Regions from separate parts of the Sus scrofa genome. Here region 1 is linked to region 2. Evidence: chromatin contacts called from public HiChIP or PLAC-seq data. All regions are on one chromosome and are shown on one strand. The core of a region is the stretch at or near the end of the contact, and the rest is flanking DNA. Distances in the headings are between cores, read along the strand shown. Region 1 holds the start of PPP1R14A (protein phosphatase 1 regulatory inhibitor subunit 14A). Region 2 has its middle 7.5 kb from the start of WDR87.

What was found. HiChIP or PLAC-seq counts read pairs in DNA pulled down with a chosen protein or histone mark.
Region 1: an H3K27ac HiChIP or PLAC-seq map of skeletal muscle shows a contact between it and region 2, with 5 times the contacts expected there. The contact joins the promoter of PPP1R14A here to the enhancer-like site in region 2. A contact is called at or near these places in 2 of 5 promoter capture datasets (fetal skeletal muscle and liver), 9 of 47 Hi-C or Micro-C datasets (blood, embryonic fibroblasts, fetal heart ventricle and 4 more) and 2 of 2 datasets of contacts at active chromatin or transcription factors (alveolar macrophages and skeletal muscle).

What each region holds. Positions count from the first base shown.
Region 1 is chr6:47,169,420-47,176,511 of Sscrofa11.1, forward strand. PPP1R14A (protein phosphatase 1 regulatory inhibitor subunit 14A) reads right to left here and starts at 4,638. Exons shown (of 4, transcript NM_214337.1): 1 at 4,415-4,638; 2 at 2,206-2,286; 3 at 1,249-1,281; 4 at 1-145. The coding sequence starts at 4,615. The coding sequence ends at 17.
Region 2 is chr6:46,906,057-46,912,782 of Sscrofa11.1, forward strand. No RefSeq gene overlaps it. Among named protein-coding and RNA genes, the nearest start is that of WDR87, 7.5 kb to the left of the region's middle. Within about 2 kb of position 2,330, at least 70 of the 83 cell types and tissues checked have an H3K27ac peak or open chromatin away from gene starts, as enhancers often do. A contact at or near this core is called in alveolar macrophages, embryonic fibroblasts, fetal skeletal muscle and 3 more, where this site is marked.

The DNA of each region.
Region 1 (7,092 bases), core at 3,388-5,887, 270 kb after region 2:
GAGGCCGGGGCATGCGTCAGGGCGGCGCGGTCCGGGCGCGGTCCTGGCGGGGACTCAGGCTGCCGTCGCCGGAGGGGCTGGGCTGGCGGAGGCCCGGCTGCTTGTGGAGGCCTCGCAGCTTCACCAGTAGCTCCTGGACAAAGTTCTGAGGACAGAGCGGGGGTGCTGAGAACACGGGGAGCGGTGCGGGGATGCCCCCCAGCCCAGCCCTTCCGACCTAAGCCCATCTTTTTCCTGCTTCCTGGTCAGTGAGAGGGGGAGGGGGAGTTAAGGGGGAGGAGAGGCTACTGATGGAGAGGAGCACGACGGGGGAGAGAAGGAGAGGAGATGGGAGACAGCAGCAGAGACCGGGAGACATCCATCCAGGAGCTCCCGTCGCCGTGGCGCAGAGCAAACGAATCCGACTAGGAACCATGAGATTGCAGGTTCGATCCCTGGCCTCGCTCAGTGGGTTAAGGATCCGGCGTTGCTGTGAGCTGTGGTGTAGGTCACAGATTCGGCTCTGATCTGGCGTGGCTGTGGCTTTGGTGTAGGCTGGCAGCTGTAACTCTGATTAGACCCCTGGCCTGGGAACCCCCATATGCCACGGGTGCAGCCCTGAAAAGCAAAAAAAAAAAAAAGAGAGAGAGAGACATGGATGCAAAGACAGAGAAACGTGAGGGGGGAGAGAAAGACACAGACGGAGACTTGGAGCTGAGACTGAAAGAAACAGATGCAGAGATAGAGACAGAGGGAAAGACGAAGGGACAAAGAACCAGAGCCAGAGAGCCACTGAGATATTTCTCAGGCCAAGAGATCACCAGGAGGGTCCCCAGGGACGGAGGCCTGAGCCGGTGACGTTTGTCCCCCACGCGGCCCAGAGCTGGTGAGAGAAACATGAATATTTTTCCCTTTTAAAGCAGGGAAGGAAGTGGGAGGGGTTGGGCCACTCAGCTTCAGGGCCTGGAAGGATGGGGGCCCCCCCAGAGGTGGGGAAGGGAGCCCCAGGGCGGTAGAGGTAGCAACAGGGGAGAGGGGACGGCAGACAGAGCCCTGCAGAGGCAGAAATGGGAGACAGATGGGGGGGTCTCAGCGGAGAGGAGATAATGGAGCCCAGTGGCAGATGGGGGAGAGGGGACAGGAATGAGGAAGACAAAAGACACCGCTGGAGGGGAGGACAGGGCTGTGACAGGCAGGGCTCCCAGACTTCTTCCCTCCTCCCCAGAGACCTCTCCCCCTCCCCCCATCAGGGGGCAGAATGGGGCTCACCTCTGTGGGGTTCGTGCATGACTTTAGGAGTCCCTAAACATGCCCCGCAAAAAAAAAAAAAAAAAAAAAAAAAAAAAGGGAAAGAAAAATAGTAAATAACAATTTATGGCTCTCCCAGTCCCTCCAGCCCCTCCCTTTCCCCAACAAAGCCCCAAGGCAACAAGACAAACAAAAGTCAGACTCCAGGTGGACTTTCCTGTGGCTTCAAGGGAGGAACAAGGCCTGAGCATCGTATAGAGCAACTGGGAACAAGGTTGATTCGAGAAACTCAGCACCAGGGCCAGTGCTAGATCCAGAGAGGCCCAGAAGATCACACAGGATTTCCCGCCTCTAGGAGAACAGAGGCCAGAAGAGCAAGGACACTGCGTGCAGACCACGGCCTGGCTCTGACTCTCAGCTGTGCTCCTTCTTTTGTCTTGTTTGTTTGTTTTTTCTGCTTTTTAGGGCTGCACCCACAGCATATGGAAATTCCCAGGCTAGGGGTTGAATCAGAGCTGCAGCTGCCGGCCTACACCACAGCCACAGCAACGCAGGATCTGAGCCGCGTCTGCGACCTACACCACAGTTCAGGGCAACGCCAGATCCTTAACCCACTGAACAAGGCCAGGGATGGAATTCATGTCCTCGTGGATATTAGTCAGGTTCTTAATCTACTGAGCTACAAGGGGAACTCCCAGCTGTGCTCCTCCTGACCTGTGTGACCCTGGGCAAGTGATTGGAGCTCTCTGGGCCTTATTTTCCCCATGTGGAAAATCAGTAAGATGGATGATAATGAAACCAAGATAATAAAGCCTTCGGAGGGTTTTGTGAGGATTAAATGAGTTACTAAGTGTAAAGCAATGGAAACAGCGCCTGGCACTTAGGAAATGCTTGATAAACACATTAAAATAAAATCATATTGATATGATTTTCAGGGAGGGCAGGGTAGGGGCTGGGGTGGTTTTCCCTTTCACGTACCTGAATTTTCCGGCTTCTCTCCTCTTCACTCTCTAATTCCAGCAGTTCATCGATGTTGACTTCATCGGGCATGTCTGCCTCCTGAGGCGGGGAGGGACGGGCTGTCAGGCGGCCTTGCCCCTCCTTCCCCGCCTTTGTCCAGGGCTCCGGAGGAGCCCCGGCGGCCCCAGGGCCCAGCTGGCGGGTTCCGGAGCAATAATGTGACAGTCAGGGACAGCACCGCCAAGGCGGGACATCTGGGTGTTGGGGGAGGGGTGACAGATGGGTTGACAGAGGCCCCAGGAGCCTGTACCAGCTCAGATGCTGGCCCCGGGGCCCGGGAGTCTCGGGGCTGGCATGGGTCTCTCCCCTTGGCCGCAGTTCCCATAGTGGGAAGCAGGCCTAGGTTGAGTCTTGGAATGTCAGATTCTGGGATTCAGGAGAGGGGCTGGCTCTGCCCTTTCAAGGAAAAGTTTAAGCACTAGGTGCAGGGGAGGGAGGCTGGCAGGATGGAGCCTGCTGGGGGTGGGCCCTGGCCCCAGGGGACAGAGAGGCCTTGGGCCAGCCTCCTCCTCCCCTTGGGGCCAAAGAGGCCCCCCAAGGTGGGTGGGTAGAATAAGCCACCAGCCCACCTTTGAGCAGACAACTGGGGGGCTTGTACAGCCTCTTGGGGCAAAGGGCCAAATGCAGGCTGGCTCAGTACCCCTGTCGGGGACAGAACCCAGCTGTCTGAGCACGAGGTCCCGAGGCTACAGATTTTTTCCTTCCCCACCAAAGTCCTGCAGATTCCACTGCAGGCTCCAGGCCTTGGGTGGTCTGGGAGCTGCATGTGGAGATGAGGGCTCAGCAAAAGACTGGAGTGTCGGTGTGTTACCCGTCCGTGTGAGTCACAGCCTGATGCCCAGGCCACAGGGCCAGTGGGAGGGTGTAGCAATGTATGACATACCGTGCAGCTTGTACAGGGGCCCACGGTCCTCCTATGGTAGGCGGCGTGTGACTCTAGCTTAGCATGTTTGTCTCATCATCATGTGTCGCTGTGGGATATGTTGATCAGTAAGTGACCACAACTTGTGTCCTTGAGTGTCCGGCTGGCTCTAGCGCCGTCTGAGGGTGAGCTCATAGGATCCCACCGACCACTAGCAACTGTCCGCCTGCGTGAGCTCATGTGTCTGAGAACAGGGGCCCTCGGGTCACTGCGAGGGGCCACGGCTTCTCCCACCTTTGTGCTGGGCTGAGGAGGCTCTGTCATCTCACATGTCTGTGTCCGCTTCCTCTGACTCTCATGGGTGGTACAAAGTGTGACTTCAAGCGGAGACAAGTGAAATGTGTCTGTCTGGACCCCCTGAGACAGCACAGGAGGCTGCAGCTTATGCCCTATGTGTCCACAGGCAATTGCAGCTTCTGCCATTGTGCGTCCACAGGTGCCCATAGCCTACGCGGTTTTCTGTCTGGGTGTAGCTATAATTCCTGTTATTTGATGTCTGCGTGTGGCTGCAGCATCTGTCATTGCCTTTGCATGTTTTTTGCTTTTAGGAGATAATGGATGGTCGTTACTTGAATCACTGAGTGTCGGGGTAGCTGTTGTAGCTTGCACTGCTTGCAAGGCTCTACAGATTGCGCTGTGTGTGTCTATGAACAGCTGTAAGTGGAGTCCTTTTGTGTGGGCGTAGTTGTGTTGTATCTGTATAGGGCACTGTGGCCTGTGCTGTTGTGACCAGGAGAGCCTGTGGCTGTAGCATGGGTTGATCTGTCCCACAGCCGGTGTCCCTGACAGTCTGTGCATGGCTGTTGCTTCTGTCACTGGGTCTGTGAGTGGCCATAGCTTGTCACTGTGCAGGTCTGTGAATGCTGATGTTTCCTTGGCTGTGCGGTTCCCTGCGGTTGTATCTCCGGTCACCATGTCTATGTTTGGCTTTAAGACATCCTCCTCCCCCCACCTTTTCTTCCAGATATGGCCACTCTGGCTCCCCAAGTTGGCCTCCTAACCTCCCATATGCTAAAGCCCTGGTCCTCCCCTGTGTTTTTACCCAAGTGTGAGCACAAGCAGAGTGCCAGGGAGGGTGGACGGCGGGGGCCCATGTGTCGCGGGGCCAGCGTTCTCCCCTGGCAAGGAGGCTGCGCATGCACCAGCGAGCTCAAGCAATGAGAGACCCCCAAGGCGCAGGGGGGCAGGGCCCGGGCTCCGTCGGTCTAGGACGCCCCCTGCGCCCCCCACCCCTCCCCGCCTCACCCTGCCACGGTACAGCTCCTCCAAGCGCCAGTCGATCCACTTCTCCACGTCCAGCCGCCGCTGCAGCTCCCGCCGATCGTACTTGACGGTGACACGCGCGTGTCGCTTCTGCAGCCCCCCGGGGCTGCCCCCCGGCCCCCGGGCCCGCGACGGAGACTGCAGCTTGCTCAGCACCCGCTTGCCCAGCCGCTGAGCTGCCATCGCGGTCCTGGCCCCGGCCCCGGCGCCGCGCTGTGCGCTTTCGCCTCTCACCCAGGGGGCCTCTTACGGGCCGGGGCGGGGCTGGCCGGGGGCGGGGGCTCGGGCTCGCCGGGGGGCCGGCCACGCCCCGGCCGCCCGGGCCTCAGTTTCCCCGCCTGCTGCGCGAGGACCGGCCGCCGCGTGGGCGTGAAGCCCGCGGCTGGGCCTGGCTCAGGTAGGGGCCGGGGCCGAGAGCCCCAGGCCGGGGCCGGGCGGCTGGGGCTCCCGGGGCCTGGATCCCGGGGGGCGGGTCCCGGGACGGTTCTCCGGGACCTGGCCTGTTTGCTCCCTCTGGCGGTTGCAAGGGACATGACAGGAGCCCCCTGTGAACAAACCCTTCCACAGGGAAGGTCAAACCACAGTCTTCGAAGCACATCCTTTCTTTCATTTACCCACAATCCAAGCGTCCATTCGTTCACATGCACTCACTGTATTCAAGAAATACTCAGTTGACATCATGACATTGGGGTGTTAGTCCCTCTCTCTTTTTCTCCTTCATATTAGACGCCTCACACCAGATAGCATCCAATGGTCCTCTCTCCCTCTGGCCACCACCAGGCTCCCCGGCCCCCACTCTCCTAGGCACTGGGGACAGAGCAGGGAACAAAACACACAAGCCCAGTCCTCACAGGGGTGACGCTCTTGTGGTGGAGGCGGGCGGCAACGTAATAAGTAAGTACAGTGCATTGTACATTTATTAGAATATAAGTTGTATGGAGAACCATGGAGAATAAAATGAGAAATGGAGTGAGGGTGAGGGTGGGGTTTTAGGGAGGGGAGAGGGTGACCAGAGAAGTCCCTTACCTCACAAGTCTTCCCACTTCTGATGGAAAGCAGCAAGAATAACACTGCAAAACTTAAATAAAACTTAAATTTGGCCATGTCCTTTCGCTGCTGAAGACGATTTATAATGAGGCAGTGGCTTCTTACATGACACATAAAGCACAAACGATAAAAGAAAAAAAAGATAAGTTGGATACCATCAAAATTTAAAAATTTGTGTTTCAAAGGATATCAAGAAATTGAAAAGGAGTTCCCACCATGACACAGTTGGTTAAGAATCTGACTGCAGGAGTTCCCCTTGTGGCTCAGTGGTAACGAACCTGACTAGTATCCATGAGGACCTGGGTTTGACCCCTGCCCTGCTCAGTGGGTTAAGGATCTGGCGTGGCTGTGCGCTGTGGTGCAGGCCACAGATGCAGCTCTGACCTGTCGTTGCTGTGGCATAGGCTGCAGCTGCAGTTCTAATGTGATCCCTAGGCTCCGAATAGCCCTATGCCGCGGCTGAAGCCCTAAAAAAAAAACACAACTGCAGTGGTTTGGATGCTGCAGAAGTGTGGGTTTGATCGCCTGCCGGTGCAGTGGGTTAAAGGATCCAGTATTGCTGTAGGTCACAGCTGCTTCTCTGGCCTGGGCACTTCCACATGCCACAGACATGGCCAAAAAAAAAAAAAAAAAAGAGTAAGAGATTTCTTTTGAGGTCAATGAAATTTTCTAAAATCAATTGTGATGGTAGTTGCATAACTCTATGAATATACCAAAAACTACTGAAGTGTACTTTTTTTTTTTTTTTTGTCTTTTCTAGGGCCGCTCCTGCGGCATATGGAGGTTCCCAGGCTAGGGGTCTAATCAGAGCTGTAGCTGCCAGCCTATGCCAGAGCCATAGCAACTCAGGATCCAAGCCGTGTCTGCTACCTATACCACAGCTCACGGCAACGCCGGATCCTTAACCCACTGAGCAAGGCCAGGGATCGAGCCTCAACCTCATGGTTTCTAATCAGATTCGTTAACCACTGTGCCACAACGGGAACTCCTTGAATTGTAGGTTTTAAAGGCGTGAAATGTATGGCCTGTGAGTTATGTCTCAATAAACCTGTCATATTAACAGAAAAAAACTTCTCCATGGATCCCCATTGTTCAGTGGGGGGGCAATCAAAGTCTGCCAGACACAGTCCCATCCACACACTTTTGCACTAGCTGTTCCTCTGTCAGGAAAGCTCTTCCCACAATGATGTCACCAGGGCTCACTGCTGCACCCCCTCAAATGTCACCTGTGCAGTGAGGTCTTCTCTGATCACACTATGTCATATTGCAATTCCCATGCCCCTTACCTGGCTCTGTGTTTTATTCATAATACTCACTGCCTTTAAAAAAAAAAAATTCTTAAGGTTACCTCTGTGGCCTATGGAAATTCCCAGGCTAGGGGTTGAATCAGACCTGCTGCCAGGGGTCCAACCCATGTTCTCGTGGATACTAATCGTGTTTGATGCTGCTGAGCCATGACGGGAACTCTGACACTTACCCTTTTTGAGTTTGAGGCTTCTCAGCTGTAAATGGAGATTTTCTTTTCTTTTTAGGGCCGCAAGAATCGAGGCACATTCAAGTTCCCAGGCTAAGGGTCAAATTGGAGCCGCAGCTGCTGGCCTGCACCACAGCCA
Region 2 (6,726 bases), core at 1,080-3,579:
GGCCTTACAGGTGACTTCACAGCTAGGGCTGGAACTGGAATGCCCTTAATTTTCTTTATGGAAAGAAACAATTTTTTTAGGCTGACAAACATACACTACCAGGGTGGGCTAGTTTCTACTGGGTGAAGAGTTATCCAGCATGGGAGTAGTGATAGCATCCAGAACTGATTAAGGGTGTAAAGTGGTAGCCTAGGAATTTTACATATATTGTTTCATTTAATTTTTATACAATGATTCTGTGACTTAGCTGCCATCCTCCATTTATCAACTTTTTAAAATGTAAAAGTATTACATGGCAAAAGTATTCAAAATATACTAAGGAGCATCTACTGAAAAGAAAGTCACCTGGGAGTTCCCGTCGTGGATCAGTGGTTAACAAATCAGACTAGGAACCATGAGGTTGCAGGTTCGATCCCTGGCCTTGCTAAGTGGGTTAAGGATCTGGCGTGGCCATGAGCTGTGGTGTAGGTTGCAGACACCGCTCGGATCCCACGTTGCTGTGGCTGCGGCGCAGGCCAGTGGCTACAGCTCCGATTCGACCCTTAGCCTGGGAACCTCCATATGCCTCGGGAGCAGCCCAAGAAAATGGCAAAAAGACCAAAAAAAAAAAAAGAAAAGAAAAAAGTCACCCGTCCTATTTCCCCTTCAGAAAGGTAACCCTGATTATGTCTTTCTACAGGTGTTCTATACACACACAAGCATGTATGTAAAAATATTTTTCTTCTGCAAATGGTAGTATGCTATATATACTGTTTGCACCTTTTTCTCAATAATCTTAATAATAAACTCATTAAAACATACAGCTCTGTCTCATTTTTCAGCAGTTGTCAGCTGCATGGTATTCCACTGTGTGGCTGAACTATCATTTATTTATCTAAATTTCTATTAATGGACATTGGGCAGTTTCCAACCTTTTTTTTTTTTTTTGGCCATTTCTTGGGCCACTCCCGCGGCATATGGAGGTTCCCAGGCTAGGGGTCGAATCGGAGCTGTAGCTGCTGGCCTACGCCAGAGCCACAGCAACGTGGGATCTGAGCCACATCTGCAACCTACACCACAGGTCACGGCAATGCCGGATCTTTAACCCACTAAGCAAGGCCAGGGATCGAACCCGCAACCTCATGGTTCCTAGTCAGATTCGTTAACCACTGCGCCATGACAGGAACTCCGTTTCCAACCTTTTGCTACAACCCATGCTGCAAATGAATATCTTTGCTAACGCCTCAGCGTTTTATTTAATTAGCTTAAATTTTAAAATTGAATCTTTTTTCAATAAACACCTTATTTTAGATATACTGGCTTAAATAAAATTAATTTCACCTTTTTTTAATGTAAAATTTGAAACTGCATAATTGGCTTGCATTATACTTCTGTTAATACTGTTTTAGATTGTCACAGACCTGTGGTGGTCTGCACTCAGCTCCTTAAGGGTAGGAAAGCATTCTGTCTTGATTTCTCCCCTGTTCTCAATAAACACCCAAGCTAGATACTTAATACACTTTTGTTGAATGAGTGAGCAAATGAATGACCCTCTGCCCTCTCTCAGGAAGAAGAAATATGTACTTCCTCGGTCAGTTTTACTGAGCATCTCCTTGTAAGGCAGGATGAGGTGGGAAGGTTATTGACTGGGTTTTCTTAACCAGAGAACCTTGTGCTGACTCTAGCCAGTCCCTAACGGAGTAGGAATGGCAACATCCCTTTTTTGAAAAAAGGGTCAGATCCTTGATTACAGCAGCAGATAGACAAAATTTGAACAAAATTTCTCAGGCCATAGGTACTCAACTAACATTGGTTAGGCTCGGAAAGTACTTTTAAACGAACGAATGATAGATAACAGGGCCTCCAGGGCATCTCCTGGGTGGTGGTCTTGAGACTCCCGTCAAAGGCAGAGATCTGGAGCCACCTAGTCCGGGGAGAGGCGATCAAACCCGAATCCCAACACGTTCGGGCGTCCTGGCCCTCCGCGTGGGAGGGCAGGAGGGCGTGTCCGCCTTTTCAAGTCTGAGGCCGCGCCTGTTACCTGCGAAGACTGGACTCTCTCAACAGGGGACCCGTGAGGCGCGTGTGGCGGCACTCAGAAGCTCCTATGTGAAGGACCAGACCTAGACTAGGAGCGCCTGAGGAGAGACCTTGGGGATGCTGCGGGAGGCCTCGGCCAACACAACGGTTAGCTCTCCAACCCCGTGTCCGGCCGACTGACCGAGGCGAGGGGAGTGAGCGCGCGTGCGCACTGGCGCGCGCCAGGCATTAAAAAAACCAGCGCGAGACCCCGCACGCGCGCGCGCGCGCGCGTTCGAAAAGAAAAAAAAGTCCTCCCCGCGGGGGCCCGCGGCAATTTAGGCCGGAGTTGGTCGGCGAGCGCGCGTGCGCGAGCGCGCTCAGACGCCCTTCTCTACCGCTCCCCTCGGTTGGGGGTCTAGCGCATTGCTCTTCTGCCCCCGCCTCTCCCGAGGCTCACGCCCTCGGGGTAAGTACCTCGCGCCTTGCGGGGAGGGAGGAAGAGGGTCCAGCGAAGGAAGGGAGAAGGCGGACAGGGCTGGGAAAAAGGGAAAAACCGCTCTCGAAAAGCGAGTAGCACGGCCAGCGGGTTGGAGTCTGCAGAAGACACGCCTCCATCCCTCACGCCCCTCGGGGCTGCGGAAGTACTCTAGAGACTCGAGAGGCTCGGCGGCGACAGGTGGACTACCTTTCCCGGGAGGCGGCGCGGCGCCGCGCCTCCAGCTCCCGGCAGCACTTGCGCGTCAGGCTTTTCTCAGCTTGCCGCCGCCTGGGGCGAAACTACAGTTCCCAGGAGGCCTCGCGCGAAGCGGCTTGGAAGTGGGCAGCCTGGAAGTCACTCGGGCCACCGGAGCTGGCGGCGTCTTTAGCGAGCCGCGCGGTTCTGGACGCCTCGGTCGTGGGGCCCGCGGGGCGGGCAGCCTGGACGCCCAGGTATGTGGCTCGGGTGCAGGGGCGGTCTCGCGCGGGGGTGGGGGCGGAATCGGTGTCCACTTGGACCCCGAGGGTCAGCACCGGCGGGCGACTGGGCTGACGGCCGGGTGTGGGCACCGGTTGTTGGGGGCGGCGGTGGCGGGACTCTCGTCCTCCGGACCTGGCCGGACTCGTGCCCGCATGGTTCAACTTTCCCGACGAGCTATCCCGCGCTGTTGCGGAAGAGCATGGATTGGGAGTCGGGTAGCGGTAGGTTCGCGTTCTGGCTCTGACCCTGGGGAGCTGCGATCTGGGAAAACCGCGCCGAACCTCAGTTTCCCCTTTCCGTCAAACCGGGGAAGAAGAGTGTCTGTCTTTTGCTGGAAAGTCTTTTGGCATGTTGAGATCTGGTGAATAAAGCATTTGGCACATATAAGGCACTTAATTACGTGTTTGCGTGATTGTTAGTTCCGAGAAATGGGGTGAAGGTATTATTGACCGCATGTTGTAAATTGAGGGTGAGTCCATAGTTAGCATTCAATGCAGGGTGACTGCTGTTAACTGAAATTATTTGTTAAGTGCTTTGGTTTGGGAGTCAGAGCCAGGTTCAAATTTAGGCTTTACTGTTTACCAGCTGTGTGACCTTGCGTGGACAGACTTACCACACCGTGCCTTGGTTTTCCTGTCTATAAAATGGGGATTTTAATAGCAGCCACCTTGTAGAATCGTTTTAAGGATGCAATGAGATTACCATTTGTGAAGTGCTTAAAGAGCAGCTGGCACGTAATCAGCGTTCAATAAATGGAACCTTTTATTCAGCATTTTTCCAGTTTCTGAGAGACCCCCTGAGGGTGGGGCCCTGGCTATAGTCTTGGTCTTCCAATGGGCCGGACCCAGAACTGGTCTGGTTGACTTCCTCTCCTGCAGCTTCAGTTTCCATCTTTGTAAAATGGGATAACAGTATCAGCCTCAGAGGGTTGTAAGGATTTGCTGAGATTGTATACCTTGTCCAGAGCCATCTCTCACTAAGTAGCAGCTCTTATTATATTATCATTGTTCTACTTCAGTGCTCTCCATCTGGCCCAGAGACTGCCTAACTGTGGTAGGCTGTGACATGACAGCCCTGAGCTCCCCCACATGTTCACTCCCAGCCTCAGTGTCCCATCTGTGAAATGGTAGTCATAAGACACTCGTGCCAGGATTGTTTTGATGATTCCAGGAGAATATTCATGTTTTATGTTTAGCATAGGGCCAGGTGCATAGTAAACACTTAATAAACATGTCTTGTTTTTCTAGATAGTCTTTGCTGCTTATGTTTGTATTTACAAGGCAGAGCAGGGACAAGGTTAGAGTCCCCACGACTCCCCTAATTTTTATTCCCCAAAGGTTAAATTGTGGAACATACTACAGTATGAGGGCCTGAGAAGAGATGGCACTGACTAGCTGTCAGCAGCCCCCTGCTTACAGCTCTTATGCACTCCTCCCCCCAAAGCCAACACATTCGCTCTAGTGCTTTATGCACTGGACTGATGCTGCCAGCACTTAACTCTGTCTCCAAGCCATAGCCCCCTGAGCTCCATCCAGCTCCAGATGTGGAGCCTGTGCTCCTTCATGTCCTCTGGTAACTGTCCCTTGGGCACCACGAATTCAAAATGTTTGACCTGAACTTCTCCCAGACCCAGTCATCACCATATCAGCATATGGGCCACGCCAAAAACTTGGAAGTTGCTCTTCTCCCCCAGCCTTCCTGCGTCCCGTTGATTGGCAGGAAGGATGGAACTGTCATTTCACAGCAACACCATTTCGTTGGCCCATCTTGGTCTCTCATCTCATAATCGCTGAAAGTCCCGGCCGTTTCCAGCAAGTTGAGTTGTTTGTTTCAAGTCACCAAGGATTAATGTATATGAAATATTGTATTAGTAGGGGGCAGAGAAGGCAACATGGACCTGGCCAGATTGCAGTGGTCACAAGTATGGAATAAAGGCCTGGCTTTCAGGGGACCTAGCTCTACAGTTTCAGCCTGGCAAATCTCAGCTGAGTTGCTGAATTTCATTCTAAAAAGTTACACAGTGTCAGCGGGTTAGACTGTCCTCTGTGGGAAGGGCCATCCAGAGCATTTTTGGAAGTAGCATGAACACCCGGGAAGAGGCTGGGCAGGAAATTCATTAGCTCTCCATTTAGGGTCCATCTGCTGTCAGATCTGTCATTGTAATTTCATTTGGTGATGGGAACTTGAGGTCTCAAATTTGTGATGGCCACTAAATTTACCTAAGTGCTTTTTCAAATCTGAGGAAATAAAACAATAACTAAAAAAACATGTCGGTCTTAATTGTTAATGACAACAGCACATGGATTTTTTAGCAGTCTGTGTGGAATGGTCAGAGTTAAATGTGAGCCGGTTTTTCAGACATTGCAGTTGTTGGGCGGTAAATCAAAAATGGAATTTAGAAGAATGTGTAGTGATTGGCGCCTTTTTTCCCCTGTAAAACGTATTTTGCTGACACATTTCAAACTTTGGTTTAAAAAAATGACATAGGTTATAGTAACAGCTTAACCTTGTTATGTGTTTAACTTGCAAAATCTAAATTAAATGTATGTATGTCTTAATAAAAGAATTGAACGGTCATTTCCTCTAAAAGTGAAGTGTTTGTTTTTAGCTGTTAGAATGAAAATCTGTTGGAGCAGTTTGTTTATTTGTGCTTTCTTTAAGACTTGTGACTGCTCCTGTTTCGTAGGTGCTCTGGTCATGGCCTTATTTTCGCTGTGAATGGGTTGAATCTGGCTTTTAAAAACTTATGCAAAGACGTGCACCCTTGTTGTAAAATGTGAAACAATACAGAGATTTGTGAGGGAAATAACAGGGCCAAACCTCCACTCCAAAATCCCATCCCCCCCAAAGACAACCATTTCTTCAGACAGTGAGTATCCAGTGTCAGGTTTTGGAGATGTCTGAGGACAAAACAGCTCCTCTGCCCTTGGAAACTTGGATAGAGGCGCTCACCTTTTTCTGTGCGTATGTGGCTGTGTATATGCATATATCGACTGTTTTTTCCTTCTCCCTCACCACTCCCCCCAAAGAAGGGATCAAGCCGCACATATTTGTAACTTGATTTTTTAAAATTAATATTAGGGCATATCCCTTCAGGTCATCACATACAGTTCTGATTCATTCTTTTTTTTTTTTTTTTTTTTTTGCCTTTTTTTTTGCTATTTCTTGGGCCGCTCCCACGGCATATGGAGGTTCCCAGGCTAGGGGGTCAAATCGGAGCTGTAGCCACCGGCCTACACCACAGCCACAGCAACGTGGGATCCGAGCCACATCTTCGACCTACACCACAGCTCATGGAGAAGCCGGATCGTTAACCCACTGAGGAAGGGCAGGGACCAAACCCGCAACCTCATGGTTCCTAGTCGGATTCGTTAACCACTGCGCCACGACGGGAACTCCTGATTCATTCTTTTTAACAGCTAGACCCACATCCTTCAGTGTGGAGAGAGCCTGCTTTATCTTCACCTTTGCCCCATCGCTGGACATTTAGATTGTTTCTGGGGTCTCTTTTCATTCGCAAACACACATGCATAAACATTCTGGTACATAGGCAGTATAGCACAGTGGCTAAAAGCATAAACTCCAGACAATGAATAAGACAGACGAGATCCTTCCTCTCCTAGGGTTTACATTCTAGCTGAGGGGATGCAGTAGAAACAAGGTAATTTCAGATGGTTTTAAGTCTTAAGGAGAAAATAACAGGGTGAAGGGGTGGAGAGTGGCTGATGGGGCAGACTGGTGATGGGGAAGGGGTGATTACCTTAGCT